Regions from separate parts of the Sus scrofa genome. Here regions 1 and 3 are each linked to region 2. Evidence: chromatin contacts called from public HiChIP or PLAC-seq data. All regions are on one chromosome and are shown on one strand. Each heading gives the region's core, a stretch centred on a gene start, on an enhancer-like site or on the middle of the called end of the contact. The rest is flanking DNA. Distances are from core to core; before and after follow the strand shown.

The links. HiChIP or PLAC-seq counts read pairs in DNA pulled down with a chosen protein or histone mark.
Region 1: a contact with region 2 is called in an H3K27ac HiChIP or PLAC-seq map of skeletal muscle. The contact joins two enhancer-like sites. A contact is called at or near these places in 10 of 47 Hi-C or Micro-C datasets (blood, embryonic fibroblasts, epiblast stem cells and 6 more) and 2 of 2 datasets of contacts at active chromatin or transcription factors (alveolar macrophages and skeletal muscle).
Region 3: an H3K27ac HiChIP or PLAC-seq map of alveolar macrophages shows a contact between it and region 2. The contact joins two enhancer-like sites. A contact is called at or near these places in 4 of 47 Hi-C or Micro-C datasets (blood, mesenteric adipose tissue and skeletal muscle) and 2 of 2 datasets of contacts at active chromatin or transcription factors (alveolar macrophages and skeletal muscle).

Annotation. Positions count from the first base shown.
Region 1 is chr2:134,520,593-134,523,292 of Sscrofa11.1, reverse strand. P4HA2 (prolyl 4-hydroxylase subunit alpha-2) reads left to right here. Exons shown (of 18, transcript XM_021085438.1): 7 at 153-304. Among named protein-coding and RNA genes, the nearest start is that of PDLIM4, 34 kb to the left of the region's middle. Within about 2 kb of position 1,437, at least 36 of the 83 cell types and tissues checked have an H3K27ac peak or open chromatin away from gene starts, as enhancers often do. A contact at or near this core is called in embryonic fibroblasts, omental adipose tissue, skeletal muscle and 1 more, where this site is marked.
Region 2 is chr2:134,365,466-134,368,496 of Sscrofa11.1, reverse strand. LOC102167059 (a long non-coding RNA gene) reads left to right here. Exons shown (of 4, transcript XR_002341899.1): 3 at 1-56. Among named protein-coding and RNA genes, the nearest start is that of CSF2, 12 kb to the right of the region's middle. Within about 2 kb of position 1,501, at least 26 of the 83 cell types and tissues checked have an H3K27ac peak or open chromatin away from gene starts, as enhancers often do. A contact at or near this core is called in alveolar macrophages, embryonic fibroblasts, omental adipose tissue and 2 more, where this site is marked.
Region 3 is chr2:134,501,610-134,504,394 of Sscrofa11.1, reverse strand. P4HA2 (prolyl 4-hydroxylase subunit alpha-2) reads left to right here. Exons shown (of 18, transcript XM_021085438.1): 18 at 1,715-2,185. The coding sequence ends at 1,785. Among named protein-coding and RNA genes, the nearest start is that of PDLIM4, 53 kb to the left of the region's middle. Within about 2 kb of position 1,449, at least 7 of the 83 cell types and tissues checked have an H3K27ac peak or open chromatin away from gene starts, as enhancers often do. A contact at or near this core is called in alveolar macrophages, where this site is marked.

The DNA of each region.
Region 1 (2,700 bases), core at 188-2,687, 150 kb before region 2:
GCTGGTCCCCAGAGTGGCCAAGTACCTGGGCTGAGGACTCACTGCTTTTTTCTTTCTAGGTAGAGATTCCTTAAATCTCAACAGGGAAATTTTCCCAGGTCAAGAACCATGTGAGTAGGTGTATTAATTTTCCTTTTTCTCTGGTTCCACAGCTGGGCCAGCAAAATGGAAGCCCTGACCAGCCAGTCGGCTGCTGACCCTGAGGGCTACCTGGCCCACCCTGTGAATGCCTATAAACTGGTGAAGCGGCTGAACACAGACTGGCCTGTGCTGGAGGACCTCGTCCTGCAGGACTCGGCTGCAGGTGGGGGACAGTGAGCAGGTGCTCGCACCTGGGGAGTGTGGGGTCTGAGCCTGTGCTGGGTGGGGACATTGAGGGACATGTGCGCTGTGTGAATGTGGAGCCTGCCGGTCCCATGGCTCTCTCTTCTCTACGGGGACCTGGCAGTTGGCTGTCCTTGATTTCACTATATATTCATAGTCAGTTCTTGCCTTTTCCCAGTGTTTGCACCACTTTTTCGGTGGTGACTCTTTTCTAGCTATGCTTTAGAAATACATTTTTATAGAGAAGTTGGAAAATACTGAAGCAGTCATGTAAGAAAACTACAAATCTTACTCCACTTGCCTAGTGATCATTGCTGTTATAATTCTAGTCTTTTTACACTTGCTATATACATTTGAAAAAACGGACCATGCCTGTGTACCAGGGGATGCAAACTCACTTGCTGCGAGGGACCATGTGAATGGACAAAAGTGAGTTGAGTGGCCTGAGGGGTCGGCCAGTGCAAGCTGGGGAGCATGGGCCTCATCTGAATTCATTATCATTCGTATCTTTTTGAAATAAAATGTATCTATTAGTAGATTTGTGATGTAAGCATATTCTGTTTTCATGAATTTTTCAACTTCTCTACATGTCGTTTAAATGTTCTTCTGCGACCTGATTTTAATAGCTGGACAGTATTATATCATTACTGATGTAGTGTAAAACTGGTAAGGTCAGCGGACATGGAATTGTTTCTAAATTATCAGCAATATTACACATATCTTTGTGCCCATTTCTGATTATTTTGTTATGATAAATTCCTGAAAGTAGTATTTGCAGGTCAGAGGATGACTTTTTTTTTTTTTTTTTTTAAAAAAACTTCAGCTGTGCTTGGGGCTTTAACTGTGGTAGGACTTTCTACGGTCGACTATTTTCCAGTCAGCAGGAGATGGTGTGGCACGCCTGGAGGTGGGCCCTCCTGATTCCAGCCTTGGGCCCAGCTCCCCTGGACTCGCTGCCTCTTCTCCCTGAGTTGGAAGTGCTGATTAACTTCAGCCTAGTGGTCTCTGGCTGAGGCATTTTAGCCCATGTGGCTAGCGTGGGCTGGGCTTGGCTGGGAGCAGGGTGGCCTCTGGGAAGGAATTGGTGAGCTCAGCCGGGCTGGAGCTGTGCCCAGTGAACTCACTGCCTCCAGAAGCCTTGGCTGCCTTTGCCAGAGCCCTGTCTTCCAGCCTGAGCCCATGGCTCAGAACTGGCTGTTCTGCCTGCAGTGTGGGAGAAGAAGCCTGTCCAGATGATCGCCTGCTCTCCAGTCTTGTTCTTCCTTCCCAGCCCCCTCCGTCAACATCTGGTTTCTTTGGAAAACCTTATAATTACTCGAAGGGAGAGAGGACCGCCCCGGAGAGCAATCGGTTGTTTTCACCTCTTGCTTTTCAGAGTTCCTGCCCCTGAAATGGGGAGGGAGGAGGCAGGGAGACATGCTGGCATTGTGGCTTTTTCTGGAAGCATTTCCCCCCCTGGACTGTAAACCCTTAGAGTCCCTGACCATGCAGCCATGAGGAAGACAGGGTTGCAGTGTCTCAGTCTCTCAGTCCCCAGGCCTGGCTGGAAGTGGGTGAGTGAGCCTGAGGTCGTAAGAGTTGGTGGTTGTGGATGTTGCTGCTCTGGGGAAGAGGCCAGAGGAGAAATGGCCTTAGAATTAATTCCCCTTTCATTTCTCAGCTCACGAGCACACCTGAAGCCCCTGAATCAGCACGGGAGGGCCTGCTCTCCACCCCACCCACCCCAGAGTTCCTCAGGTTGCAGGAGGTGCCTGTCTTGCTTTACAGCTAGTGCTTGGAGTCCCAGAACAGCTTCCTTGGATACTGCTTTTGTTGGGGCTCTCCCAGGCTCCAGGCTGTGGTCTTGAGCACTGCAATTGGGTCATTCCTGCCCTGAGCTCATTGCAGGTCTGAGTGGTGGGAGGACCCTAGAAAGCAGAGTAAAGTCCAGTGTGGGACCATGCCAGGCTTGTGCAGTCCCAGCTCAATACTCGGCCTGGTCAGATGGTCCTCTAGTCCCTAGTCTGGGGGTGGAGACAGTTCCAGACACTTCCAGGACACTTCCGGTCGTCATCAGCTGTCTGGATGATAAGATCCATTGGCCAGTAATGAGTGACCAGCTGGGCTTTCTGACTTGGCTGCCTCGGTCCCTGGGGCTCTTCACCCTGAAATATGGGCTGGGAGTCTGTGATTACCTGGCCAGCCCAGTAATCGTGGATCTAGGTTTTCCATGTGACTCATTTTCACTGAGTGTTCATCAGGTCCTCCCTGAGTTTGAGCCTGTATCCCTGTCAGTTACCCTCACTGTCCTCTATCCCTTTTATTGTCACTCAATCTGATTGAGTGCTTTGTAGCCAAGACTCTCAGATGGCCACATGTTAGTATGAGGAGCCCATT
Region 2 (3,031 bases), core at 252-2,751:
GACCTAACCTGAGGCAGGCAGTCTAGTCATGGTTTCAACACAATAGTTCCTTCAAGGTAAGAAAGCCTTACCCCTTCCCAGGGTTCTTGAATTCTCTGGGCACAGAGGTCAGTGTGCCCAAGGCAGCCTCAATCTCTACTTATTACTGGGGCTAATCCTCCTATCCCTGTCTGGCATGGAGTCTCTCCCTTTGGCCAGGACCTTTTAGGCCCTCAGGTCATGGAAATGAAGAAAGAAGTTGGCTAATTGGAACTAAGCATCCTCTGATAACCATGAAAGCAGTGGACGACAGCCTCTACCTGGCACTATCCACTATGCCCACAGAGTTTGGACTCACAGTGATCCCCAAGAAGACGTTTCCCAGAACCAGCAGATCCACTGGCCCCAGGAGGGAGATGGGGGAGCCATTCCTGCCCCACAAGATTGGGAATGGGAGATGGTGATGGGGGTATGAGTTGATTCTTGAGTTTGGCTCCAGGGACATTGAGGGCCCAGTCTGCTCCCTTCCTGAGGATCGTGAGACCTGGGGAGTTGTGGCTCTGGAAAGAGTCCCTCAAAGTCTCTGGTTGCAGTGCTAAGGGGGAGAAATTCCAAGAGCCTCTAGGGCTGAGCTCAGGACAGAACTGCTGCCTCCAACAGCAGTAGCTATGTCTTTGCCCATCCCTGCCAAGGACTTAGCTGTCTTTTTATCTACCTCTGTGTCTGTCAGTCTGTCATTACCACCATCCCCCGCTGGTCTCTCCATCTGTCCCTTCCATGCTTTGGCTGAGTCTGTCAGTGCCAGTGATTCTGTCAATGTCTGTCCATTTCTTACTGTTGGCACCCCAGCCTGTTCCCCTGTCTGTCACTGTAATGGGCCTCTTCTATCTGTCTGTCTGCCTGGGACTCCTGGACATTATGGCTGGCTAACACTAAGGAAAGAGCTCCTTCACCATGGGGCTCATGATAATTAGGGGACCCAGGCCCACAGCTATGCCTGGTGATTTTCTTTGGTCTGGAGCCCAAGACTGTGTCTCTCTGTCCCTGAGTGTCAAAAGCACAGGAGCTTTTGGTGTGACTGTGCCTGAGGACATGGCCTAAGGCTCTTGTAGCTTCCTCTGATTTCTACCTGGGTTCCAAAACTGGTTGATGTGCATTTCCAGGGATTGGACCTGTGAGAGGAGGTGTTGGGTCTAACCGAGTCAGAGGCGTTCTGTGAATCTAGGCCAGCTGTTTCTCTGGCCTTAGGGAGGGCTAAAGTTTCTGTTTTAGCTGAAAATCTGGGAGGGCCTATAGCAACTTCCCTAGAGAGACCTCAGTGGGATAAAGGGCCTAAATGTTGTGGGGGTCAGTCAGGGAGACCTTCCTGGGTGTGGAAGGACCAGGGAGACTGTGAGCTACATAGTTTCTGACTCCAAGCTGGAGCTGGAGCAATCGTTGTTGTTTCCCTGGCCTCCACTCTCAGCACATGAAATGACCCCACCCTTTTCCAGCCCTGTTTGCACAAGAGGCCTGGGCAGGAGCCAGGGCCTCCACCAGGACAACTCGGGGCTGCCCCAGGCTCTGGGCAAGAGGAAGTATGACACATTGCCAGAGAACTGGGCTTCCCTCCCTTCTCCTGCTTCCTTTGACATGGTTTCCAAATCCATTTAGTGGGAGAAGGAGCAGGCAGCTTTGCTGACCTTGGCTTCTCAGCTCCCCTGGCTCCTGGGTGACCCAAGGTCATCCTCTTGGCTCACCTCTCACATGCCGTTGTTGATAAGGATCATGATAACAGCATCTCTAGTTGTGTAGAGTACCTTGTAGCCTGGTGCTGATCTTTGCCCCATGGAGCATTTTCTAAACTTTGGGAAAATCATGCTGCTTTTCCATCCTGAGTTCCATAAAACCTGTGAGTATTTCTATTAATCAGAGTGAGAAGAGGCTCACTTTCATTAAACCCTGGAACACAGCCACTACCAGCACCTATGTAGTGAGTGGTCCTCCCCAGACCTGGAAGATGGAGCTTACTTCAGAGCAGAGACCTCACAGTCTCCTAACAGATGATCATGTACCCCTAAGGCCCAGAGGGTGGCTAGGCAAGCCTCGGGATCATTGTTGAGGAGACGGTCCCAGGAGAGTACATATCAACTTCCCGCTGGACACTAGTCTTTGCTACTGGTAGAAAAATATCCGAGGTGCATTCCAGGCACAGGAACCTTGGAGATGGCAGGAGAGCTGCAGCTGGTTCTTGTTCCTAGGGCCCAGGGCTGCTGTGGGGGAGACAGAGGGCTATGCACAGTGAGGCTGGAGGACTCTCAGGGTTGTGGAGCCAGAATGGCAGAGCAGGGTCGCAGTGAGCTTGGAGCTCACACTGAGCCAGTAGGCAACCCGTATAGGACACAGCCAGACTAATGCACTAAAATGTAAGAATGGAAGCACCTCAAGTGCTGGATTCTTTGCAGAGCCTGGCATAGTTCCTGATATTTCATAGGCCTCAGTAAATATGTACTGAATGAATTAGTAGGCGCATGAATCCATCTGGCTACCTGGGGAGAGAAGCAAGAGGGGTCTGTCTTAGAAACAAGTGCCCATGGGGCAGTCGTGGTGGTCATCTGCCTGGGGACAGGTAGTGTAGGGTGGAAAGAAGTAGAGTTGAAAGGATCCGGGAAGGTGAAAGCACCAGGATGTGCTAGGGGACTGACTAGGGACCCAGACCCCAGGAGGACCTCTGGCCTGTTCTCTCCCCTAGGACAGGGGCACATCACAGCTTCCTCAGGCCTCCCAGAGGCTCTGGGGCCAGAGACTTGTGGACGAGGCCTGCGCTCCACAATGTACTGGCAAGAGACTATTCACATCCAAGTCAGACTGGGCCCTTCTCGGGCTAACTCCTCCAAGGAGACCCTGGAGACACTGGAAGTGGAGGCAGCAGCCCCACAGCCATAACAGCATGGGGAATTGGATTGGGGACTGATAAAGTGGTTGATTTCTGCCCCTCTCAACGTACATGCTTCATTGCAGCTGCCCAAGCCAAGCCCCCCAAGGGCAGGCCTCACGGGCCTGAGCTTGGACC
Region 3 (2,785 bases), core at 200-2,699, 140 kb before region 2:
GGAGGCCTGTGGCACAGGGATCAAGAGATGAGGCTTAAACTGAACCCCAGATGTGGCTGGGCCCGAACCATGGAGGCTGAAACTTGAGCCTTGTTCTGGAAGCAGCCCTGGTGAGCTATGGGAAGGCTCGAACCAGGATGTGACAGGGGTGGTCACAAAGAGAGTGTATAGCCCCCTGGGAGAGTTTTGGGGATAAATAGTGATAGGTCCACAGAAAATTAAGCAAATGAAAAAGAAAATGAGAAAAGGAAAAAAAGTTGTACAAGAAAGGAAATATAAGTACAGTTGACTCTTGAACAAAGCCGGGGTATGGGGTGTTGACCCTCTGTTTAGTTGAAAATCTGCATGTGATTTATATTCGGCCTTCCATATACGTGGTCCCTCTATAGCCGAGGTTCTGCATTTGTGTATTCAACCGACTGTGAATCACATAGTACTATAGTATTTACTATTAAAAAAAAATCTGCATTTAAGTGGACTCTTGCAGTTCAGATGTGTTGTTCAGGCATCCACTGTATTAATCTATTAGGTAGCTCAGGTGTGAATAATATTTATGTGATATAATAATGGAAATACTAAATATTAATTTAACTGGAACTCGTGATTTAACTGTATTGAGAGATGGGAGGGGAAATATGTATCTAAGAGTGGTATAAAGAATTCCAACTCTCCGACTTCTCCATGGTAGACTGTCAACATATAAGATCTTAAGTTGAAAGTCAAGAAATAGCATTGTAAGTATATTATTTAGAAAAATGAGGATAAATGAACATACAGGAGTTGAATGTTCAGTGGAAGTGGGGTTGGTGGTGGGAAGGGGTAGGTAGGTGATTGCTATTTATCATTATACACCTTGTAGCACGATTTGATTTTTTCAACTGAGTATATCTATTACTTCAAAATTAAGCGCTATAAATTATATTTAAAAATACTGTGACTTCATTAGGATATTAAAATCAATTTTTTATACATTATGAAAGAGTCTATATGGAGTCTATATGAAATTGTCTTTCTTGAGCATTTAAGACACAGCTTTAGATGATAGACAGTGCGAGCACCAGCTCTGCTTCTCTGCTACCCACAGCACAGGTTGATCTGCTGGCCCAGAGCTCCTGAGGTTAACATCTAGGCCCTCCATGATCCTGACAGGCTTCTGTATCTCCTGCCTCTCAGTTGCCACAGGCCACATCCCAATAACATCAGGCTTGTTGGGGTCTTTGACACACACCAGGGTGGCTCATGCCTTGATATCTTTCTCATCCTGTTCCCACTGCCTGGACCCCGTTGGTATAGAAACTGTCTCCCCTGTCCGTCTTCCCTGGGTAACTCCTACTCAGCTTCCTGTCCCAGCCCTGGCATTTCCTCTTCTCCAGCATGTTTAGGTGCCCTTTGGCTCTGTTTCCATGGCAATGTACACACATATATCGCGTGTCACTGACAGATTTTTGTACAGTTATCTTTCTTCCTCACCAGCTCATAAGCAACTTGAGGCCTGAGACCAAGTCTTAGTCATGTCTGATTCCCAGGCTCAGTGGAGGAGTCATCCTGAAGACTCAAGAGAATGGATGTGTGTATATGTGTAACTGAATCACTTTGTTGTACAGCAGAGATTATTATAACATTGTAAATAAACTATACTTCAATAAAAATTTTAAAAATGTTTTGGCTGCCTACCCAGCAACAGATTGGTAACATACTTTTTATCTGTTCACAGTTTCCAATAAGTGGTTCCATGAACGAGGACAGGAGTTCTTGAGGCCATGTGGATCAACAGAAGTTGACTGACATCCTTTTCTGCCCTTCCCCTTCCTGGCCCCATAGCCCGTATTGTCTTCAAGTTCAACATGACAGACCTCCCTGTGTGCTCCAGCCCTTGTCACACGGGTCTTTGGAGGCATGAATGTGTTTCTGGAGCAGAGAGTGGACTGGGGAAGGTTCTGAGTGACATGGGTCCAGTCTCTCCGGTCAGTCTGTGCTATCTCTGGTCCAAGGGTAGTGTTGGAGTGGCTGCAGCAGAGTCAGGCTGTCTAGCACCCAGTAAGGTGCTTTTGTACCTCAGATGCTTTAGGTGTGAGATATTTCAATGAACCAAAGTTCTGATACCTTGTTTACATGTTTGTTTTTATGGAATTTCTATTAATGTGGCTTTAACCAAAAAATAAATTGTCCCTGCCAGAAGCCTTAAGGAGCCTTATTTGAAGTATTTTTTGAGATGGGGAGCTTTTTATCAAGTTCATCATTTCCTACGCATCTTCTCTGTGCATGCAGAATCTGGGTAATGAATACTTTGGTGGCAATACCCTGCTCTTAGGTTCTAGATCCATTTTCAGCACTCTTTTGCCTCCAGGCTTCAGTGTCCTTTCTGGAAAGTGAGGCAGGTTGTCTCTCCTTGCCTCTCAGAGAACATAGAGATCATGTATGTCCATGATTGTGATGCTGTTACAAATTGAAATTTCTTTTTTAAGATTTTTGAGATACATAGAATTGTTTGTGATACGTAGATGTACAGTTTAAAGAATATGAGAGTGCACAGCAGCCCCCGTGTCAGCACCACCTGGGTTAGAGAAGAGATCATCTTCAAATTTCCACCTCAGGAGCCCCCTGTGAGTCCCTGCGTGATCACATCTCTGACCTGCCCCCAGTACCTCAGGGGTAACCATTGTCTAGTGATTTGGGGTAGTCATGCCTTTGCTTTTCTTTGTAGTTTTACCATCTATGTGTACATCCCTATAAAAATAGTAGTTTTTTTCTTTTCCCTGGTTTTGAACTTTTTGCAGTGGAATCA